Regions from separate parts of the Sus scrofa genome. Here region 1 is linked to region 2. Evidence: chromatin contacts called from public HiChIP or PLAC-seq data. All regions are on one chromosome and are shown on one strand. The core of a region is the stretch at or near the end of the contact, and the rest is flanking DNA. Distances in the headings are between cores, read along the strand shown.

The links. HiChIP or PLAC-seq counts read pairs in DNA pulled down with a chosen protein or histone mark.
Region 1: an H3K27ac HiChIP or PLAC-seq map of alveolar macrophages shows a contact between it and region 2. The contact joins two enhancer-like sites. A contact is called at or near these places in 1 of 47 Hi-C or Micro-C datasets (epiblast stem cells) and 1 of 2 datasets of contacts at active chromatin or transcription factors (alveolar macrophages).

What each region holds. Positions count from the first base shown.
Region 1 is chr8:131,142,919-131,146,521 of Sscrofa11.1, forward strand. No RefSeq gene overlaps it. Among named protein-coding and RNA genes, the nearest start is that of MEPE, 54 kb to the right of the region's middle. Within about 2 kb of position 1,828, at least 2 of the 83 cell types and tissues checked have an H3K27ac peak or open chromatin away from gene starts, as enhancers often do. A contact at or near this core is called in alveolar macrophages, where this site is marked.
Region 2 is chr8:130,825,361-130,828,911 of Sscrofa11.1, forward strand. No RefSeq gene overlaps it. Among named protein-coding and RNA genes, the nearest start is that of ABCG2, 26 kb to the right of the region's middle. Within about 2 kb of position 2,226, at least 9 of the 83 cell types and tissues checked have an H3K27ac peak or open chromatin away from gene starts, as enhancers often do. A contact at or near this core is called in alveolar macrophages, where this site is marked.

The DNA.
Region 1 (3,603 bases), core at 578-3,077, 320 kb after region 2:
TTGAAATATTTTCCATACTACATATAACCTAGTTAGATACTCACAAAGTTTGATGTGTTAACCCCAAACAGGGATGTTTTAGGTTTAGATACTTTACTTCCTCCTTCGGTACATTCATGCATTTCTGTATAGTCTGGGCTTCAGAACAATAGGTTGAAATATGAAGCACATAAAAATAGACTACAAAACATTAGGGTTTCTGCTGGAGGACATACATGTGCCATTTGGATTTATGCATCTATTCTAACCAATATTTATCAAGTGCCGTGTGCTTAGAACAGGTGTTACATGGATTCGACAGAGAAGTACCATTGTGGTTCTTTGGCTTCACTGAATTCACATTGTTGGGAAGAGAGGGCATGAAAATGGGATAATAGAAAATGATACAGCTGGCGTTGCCTGCATGTGTACGGAAAATGGCAATTTGGGAGAGATTTTAATTTAGCCTGAAATGGTCATTCTTTGAGTTTAAACACAGTTAAGTTCAGGGATGGGTTGTGGAATAATGGCCAGTGGAAATGAAATCACTATGCATAAAATACCAATATCCTGAAAGGGTTAAAGCCCTGGGTTAGGAACAGCCAGTGCGGAGGAATGAGGTCCCACGGAGAGGTGACGCACCCACACAAAACTTGTCCCATCACTTTGTTTTCTGAAGTGACTTTAGACTTTCCCTTCTACAGAATAATAATCGTCTTCTGTCTTCTTGAAACTTGGCAGTGACACTCTACTTCTTGGCTAGGTCTCTGCCAACCCTTCCCTTCCTCCCTCAAACCCCACGTCCCTCCCTGAAGCATCTCCTACTAAACCAGAGAGGTGGTGATGAGGCTTCTCCCTCGACCAGTGACTGATGGAACAAGGCACATCCTGCATTCCCTTCACTCCCCAGCACACAAGATGCTCCTACCTCTTCTCTTGAACACAGTACAATATGGTGGGGGGGGGGCGGGGGTAGTTCATGTGATACTTCCGTTTAGCCATCTCTCCTCTTTGTCTTCTGTATTCAAGCTTCTGCCCAAGACAGTCATGAGCTCGAAACAATATGTAACACAGCATCTGTTAAGTACATTATCGCTTCAGTTCGCGATTGGAAATTGGGCATACGTAAGAGAGACTGAGACATTTAAGGGGGAGTTTCTTTCTTAATTTTATTTTTTATCTTCAAAGTGGAGTTGATTCACAATGTTGTACAATTTCTGCTGTACAGCAAAGTGACCCAGTCCCACACACACGTACCCACACATATGTATATTCTTTTTCTCATGTTATCTTCCATCGTGTTCTATCACGAGAGATTGGACAGAGTCCCCTGTGCTGTACAACAGGATCTCATTACTTATCCATTCTACATGTAAAGGTTTGCATCTACTAACCCCAAACTCCCAGTCCATCCCACTCCCTCCCGCCTTGGCAACCAAAAGTCTGTTCCCCGTGTCTGAGTCTGTTTCTGTGGCCGTTTCATTTTCACATTTATAAGTCACAGCAGGGCTGATTGAGGAAGTGTCCAACCCTGAAGTCGAATACTGGTGTCATCTTTAAAAAAAACAAAACAAAACAGACTTTTCAAATCTTATTACCAACTCAAACATCTCAGAGTGTTTGAGTAGGGTGACAAAAAAATCATTCGGGAGAAGCGAACAATTTGGTGAAGCAGAGGACACTGGGGAGTAAAGGAACTTGGGAAGATTCCAAGGGCACCGCTGTGACAGTAGGACCCCGAGACTCCCTACACATCACCTAGAGATCTCAGTGACCCCCGACATCTGTGTTCCTCAGCACGGAGATGTCATTTGTTTCCTCGCATCAGTAAACTCTGTTTCTGTGGAAGGCAGGACAAAGGTTGCTCCTGTCCCCTCCTCCACTGTCCGTTTCTGTTTAGCCAGCAAGCTCTCCCCTAGAGAAATGCACAGAAAGGAAAGCCCCCAAGGTTCTTTCCCTGACTGTAAAGTGGAGGAATTTCTCATCTGAACTTACCTTTCTATGGAGTTCTGTTGAGAGTTACTAATAGCACATCCTCAGCAATAGAACATTTTCAAGGTTTGCTTTTTTTTTTTTTTTTTTTTTGTCTTTTTGCCTTTTCTAGGGCTGCTCCTGTGGCATATGGAGGGTCCCAGGCTAGGGGCTGAATCGGAGCTGTAGCCACCGGCCTACACCAGAGCCACAGCAACGCGGGATCCAAGCTACGCCTGCAAACTCTACCACAGCTCACGGCAACGCCGGATCCTTAACTCACTGAGCAAGGCCAGGGATTGAACCCGCAACCTCACAGTTCCTAGTTGGATTCGTTAACCACTGTGCCACGATGGGAACTCCTTAAGGTTTGCTTTTAATGTTGGAATTGCATAAGCTCTGAATTCAAGATTATGGATTTCTATCCTGTCTTTGTTTCTTCTGAACTCTTTGGTCATAGGCAATTTACTTCACTTGCTCCTCCCTCAGTTGATTTATCTGTGAAATTGGAATAAAATAAGGAATCATATTCCCACCATAGGCACTGAACTCTAGCTTCCATCTCATTAATTTGTTACCTGTCTCCCGAAAGCATGGCTCACTCTGGAACAATTTAGAAGCTAGTGGTAGGGAGCTCCTTTCCTAGATGGTCCAGCTGTAAAGTCTGAGGTTGGTAATGAGTCTGAAGATGCAGAGATGGCATCAGTGGGAATTACTAGGCACCCTACCTTTTGCCTGTTGCACAATGGGCAGTTCTGCTAGTCGGTGAGAACCGAGGACTCTCAAAGATGCCCATTTCTGATCATTTATTCATCCTGGACACTGGAATGAGTTCCCATGTTTCCTTGGCCATACTCTGGTCAAACAGTTGCTGCTTTGGGGTCCACTATTCTGCCTTTACAGAATTTTCTCTCCTTTGGAATGACGCTTCTCAAAAATCTCTCTAGATTAATCTCCTTTAGTCTTTTTCTTGTCTATCAAGACTCCAAATGCACAGGAATTATAGTGTTCTATCAATGATATGAGTCATAATAGTGTTGATAAAAATAATGGCAGCTCCATAAGTGGCGGAGTCTTAGGGACTATTTATTGTGTGCCAGATACAGGCAGTATTTCACTTATTCTTCAAAACAACCCTTGAGGAAGATTTTTGCTTCTAGTTTTCAGATGTGAAAACTCAGGCTTTGAAAAATTAAATACCTTACCCAAGGTCACGAAGCTAGGAAGTGGCGGAACCTGCATTCCCCACAGTCCCTAACCTTAACCTGAGTGCAAAACCATCCCAGGTGTATGCTCTCAGCTTCCTCCAAACTAAATGGAAAATTCCATTGAAGTTATTTGTTACTTTTTAGAACCTCTCTGTCCTATCAGGAAGGTGTCTTCTAAATAATCTGGGGGCAAACAATTTTGTAAAAATTCAAATATTTATTCTTAATTTATAATTGGTGAGAAAAATACTTTCTGAATAGGGAGGGATGGGTATGTTCACAAATAAAATTTGGGGCGTGTGTGGAGAAAAGCAAGTTGTGTGTTTTGACTGGACGCCGTGGGAGGGCAATAAATCTTGAAATTATACAGGAAATAAGCCTGGAGAGGTAGGAAGTTGCCAAATTACGGAGGGCCTGGAAGCCTTGCTCTGGAGTTTTAACCAAC
Region 2 (3,551 bases), core at 976-3,475:
GAGACCACCATACACTCTATGGACTCTTAGCCATTCTTAGACCTTTTTTAAGGTTCTTTATAGACCCAGTCCTTGTGTTAACACCTTAGTTTTCCGGATAGGTTACTCTAAAACTAGTTAGGAATGATTCGGTTTTAGTTTTGGCCAGTTAATAACGGCGACTGTGAAAGATTTTCCATGAAATTTTATAACCTAGTGTGAAAATTAATAAAGCAAAACCTCACTAAAATGGAGCTGGGAGGCCAGAAGGGGGAGCTGTCACGCAGTACAACTGCACATCGATTATAGGAAGAATTGTTTACAGAGCCCCAAAGAATCAATTACTGTCCCCAGTAGGAGAAGGTGTACATTGCATCTTCCTCTAAGAAACCCACCCTCAGAGTTCCCCTTGTGGCTCAATGGGTTAAGACTCTAACGTCTCTGTGAGGATGCAGGTTTGATCCCTGGCCTTGCTTAGCAGGTTAAGAATCTGATGTTGCTGTGAGCTGTGGTTGTAGGCCTGCAGTTGCAGCGCCAATTCCACCCCTGGCCCAGGAACTTCCACATGTTGCAGGTTTGGCCATAAAAAGAAAAAGATAAAATTAAAAATTAAGGAGTTCCCTTTGTGGCATGGCGAAAACAAATCTGACTAGGAACCATGAGGTGGCGGGTTCGATCCCTGGCCTTGTTCAGTGGGTTAAGGATCTGGTGTTGCCTGGAGCTATGGTGTAGGTCGAAAATGCGGCTAGAATCTGGTGTTATGGCTGTGGTGTACGCCAGCAGCTACATCTCTGATTCGACCCCTAGCCGGGGAACCTCCATATGCCTTGGGTGTGGCCCTAAAAAACTAACTAAATAAATAAAAATTAAGGAGTTTCTGTTGTGGCTCAGGGGTAACAAACCCGACTAGTATCCATGAGGACGTGCGTTCAATCCCTGGCCTCACTCAGTGGGTTGGGGATCTAGAATTGCTGTGACCTGTGGCCATAGATGTGGCTTGAATCCCACATTGCTGTGGCTGTGGTGTAGGCTGGCAGCTGCAGCTCTGATTCGACCCCTAGCCTGGGAACTTCCATGTGCAGCAGGTGTGGCCCTAACATGACAAAATAAATAAATAAATATTAAAAAAAAAAATACCCACTACGCTAGTGACTCAGCCAATGAGAAAATGTCATCACTTCAAATTCTCACTTTTCTTCAATGGACTTTGATTCTAAACTACCTCTCCCAACTTCTCCTATTTTCTATGTAAAATAATGTTCCTTTCCTCTGTTCATTGGACTTGCCTATGGTATTTGCCATTTTGGTCCATTTTGTTTTATAATTCTCTGCTATTCCCAGGTAAGTCCATTTATTTTGCCAGTAAAATAGCTGACTTTCATTTTTAAGATCAACACTAGAATATTTTAAACACATAAAAGAAGTATAGAGAATACTGTAATAGTTATGTTCCCATTGTATGGATTTAATATATTAGCATCAGTCTATTCTCTGCCAAGGAATTCTTTTAAAATATAAATCAATCAAGTCACTTTTCTTCTCAAAGCCCTCCACTGGTTTTCTACATCCAAATACATGCTCAAGAGTTCCCATTGTGGTTCAGTGGGTTAAAAATGTGACTAGTATCCGTGAGGATTCGGGTTTGATCCCTGGCCTTGCTCAGTGGGTTAAGTATCTGGCATTGCCTTGATCTGTGGCATAGGTCAAAGATGTGGCTCAGATCCCCTGTTGCTGTGACTGTGGCACAGGCCAGCAGCTGCAGCTCTGATTCAACCCCTTACACGGGAACTTCCATATGCTGAAAGTATGGCCATAAAAAGAAAAACAAACAAACAAAAGCTCAAAGCATCAACGAACCCTATACCATCTGCCTCTGCATTTACCTCCCAGTCTCCTCCATGTCTCCCTCTCATTACTGATACCTTAGCTCGATTACCTTGCTGCGCCCTGAAGATGCCAAGCACTTCCAAACTCAGAGATTTGGCCTACTGCTCCCTCTGTAGCACTACTGTGATCTCAGTCTACTCATTACAGTTAAGTTTAGTTGTAAGACCGTGATATAAAACAGGATGGGTGTTTATCTCTCTTGTTCAAGAAACCCAGAGGTAGACATTCCAGAGACAGTGTAGTAATTCCAGGGTTTCAGGAACTCTCATTCCTTCTATGTTGTTGCTTTGCCACATGTAGCTTCTATGCTCAGTCATCTCGTGCTCCAAAATAGTGATGGGAACTCCAGTCATGTTTGGATTCCAGCCAACAGGAAAGAGGAAGAGAGAAAGAACACTCTATGTTTCTATAAATGTTGGGTAAAGGAGGAAATGGAACATCTGATTTTTTAAAAAATGGTTTTTTGAAGATAAACGTTTGCTGTCTAAGTAAAATCCCATCTACCTTCATGGGAGCCTCAGGGAATGATAACAAAGTGCTACTTTAAACCAAATGTATTTCTAAACATCCTACTAGTAAAAATGTAGTTAAGCTTAATCTTTTTGTAACACCTGTTGCCCAGGAGAATTAGATTTTTTTTTTTTTTTTTTGCTTTTGCTTTTTTAGGGTCACACCTGCGGCATATGGAATTTCCCAGGCTAGGGGTTGAATAGCTGCCGGCTTACACCACAGCCAAAGCCACACCAGATCCCAGATGCAACTGGGACCTACACCACAGCTCACAGCAATGCCAGATCCTTAACCCACTGAGTGAGGCCAGGGATTGAACCTGTGTGCGTCCTCATGAATACTAGCTGGGTTCATAACATGCTGAGCCGTGATGGGAAATCCCTAGATTTTTTTTTTCTTCACACCAGAAACAGTTAAATTTTTTTTTAAATAAATGCACATGGAGTTCCCGTCGTGGCACAGTGGTTAGCAAATCCGACTAGGAACCATGAGGTTGCAGGTTCGGTCCCTGCCCTTGCTCAGTGGGTTGACGATCCGGCGTTGCCGTAAGCTGTGGTGTAGGTCGCAGACGCGGGCTCGGATCCAGCATTGCTGTGGCTCTGGCATAGGCTGGTGGCTGTAGCTCTGATTCGACCCCTAGCCTGGGAACCTCCATATGCCGCGGGAGCAGCCCAAGAAATAGCAAAAAGACAAAAATAAAAAAAAATAAAAATAAAATAAATGCACAACTCCAATATATTAAAATATATTTATTAATATTTATATATTAAAATGTACACATTTACTATTAGGAAGTCAGTCAATAAAAACAGTATTTTTGATGAGCACAGAAATATTGTGAGAAGGGTTTATTATAGTTGCAGAAAGCCTCTGAAATAAATTTATTTCTGCATTTGGTCATACAGTATTGAGAAAAATCTGATTCAGATGAGTAGTTGGAGATAGTTCAGGTTTTTGTATTGTTTTGTTCATCTTACAATTTTATGATTTTTCTCTGATTAAACAGAGATGACAAGAGAAGATTTATTCTGAGATACATATAAAAATGACCCAAGTTGGAGTTCCCTTTGTGTCTCAGTGGTTAATGAAGATGCGGGTTTGATCCCTGGCCTCGCTCAGTGCGTTAAGGATCTGGCGTTGCTGTGGCTGTGGAGTAGGCTGGCGGCTACAGCTCT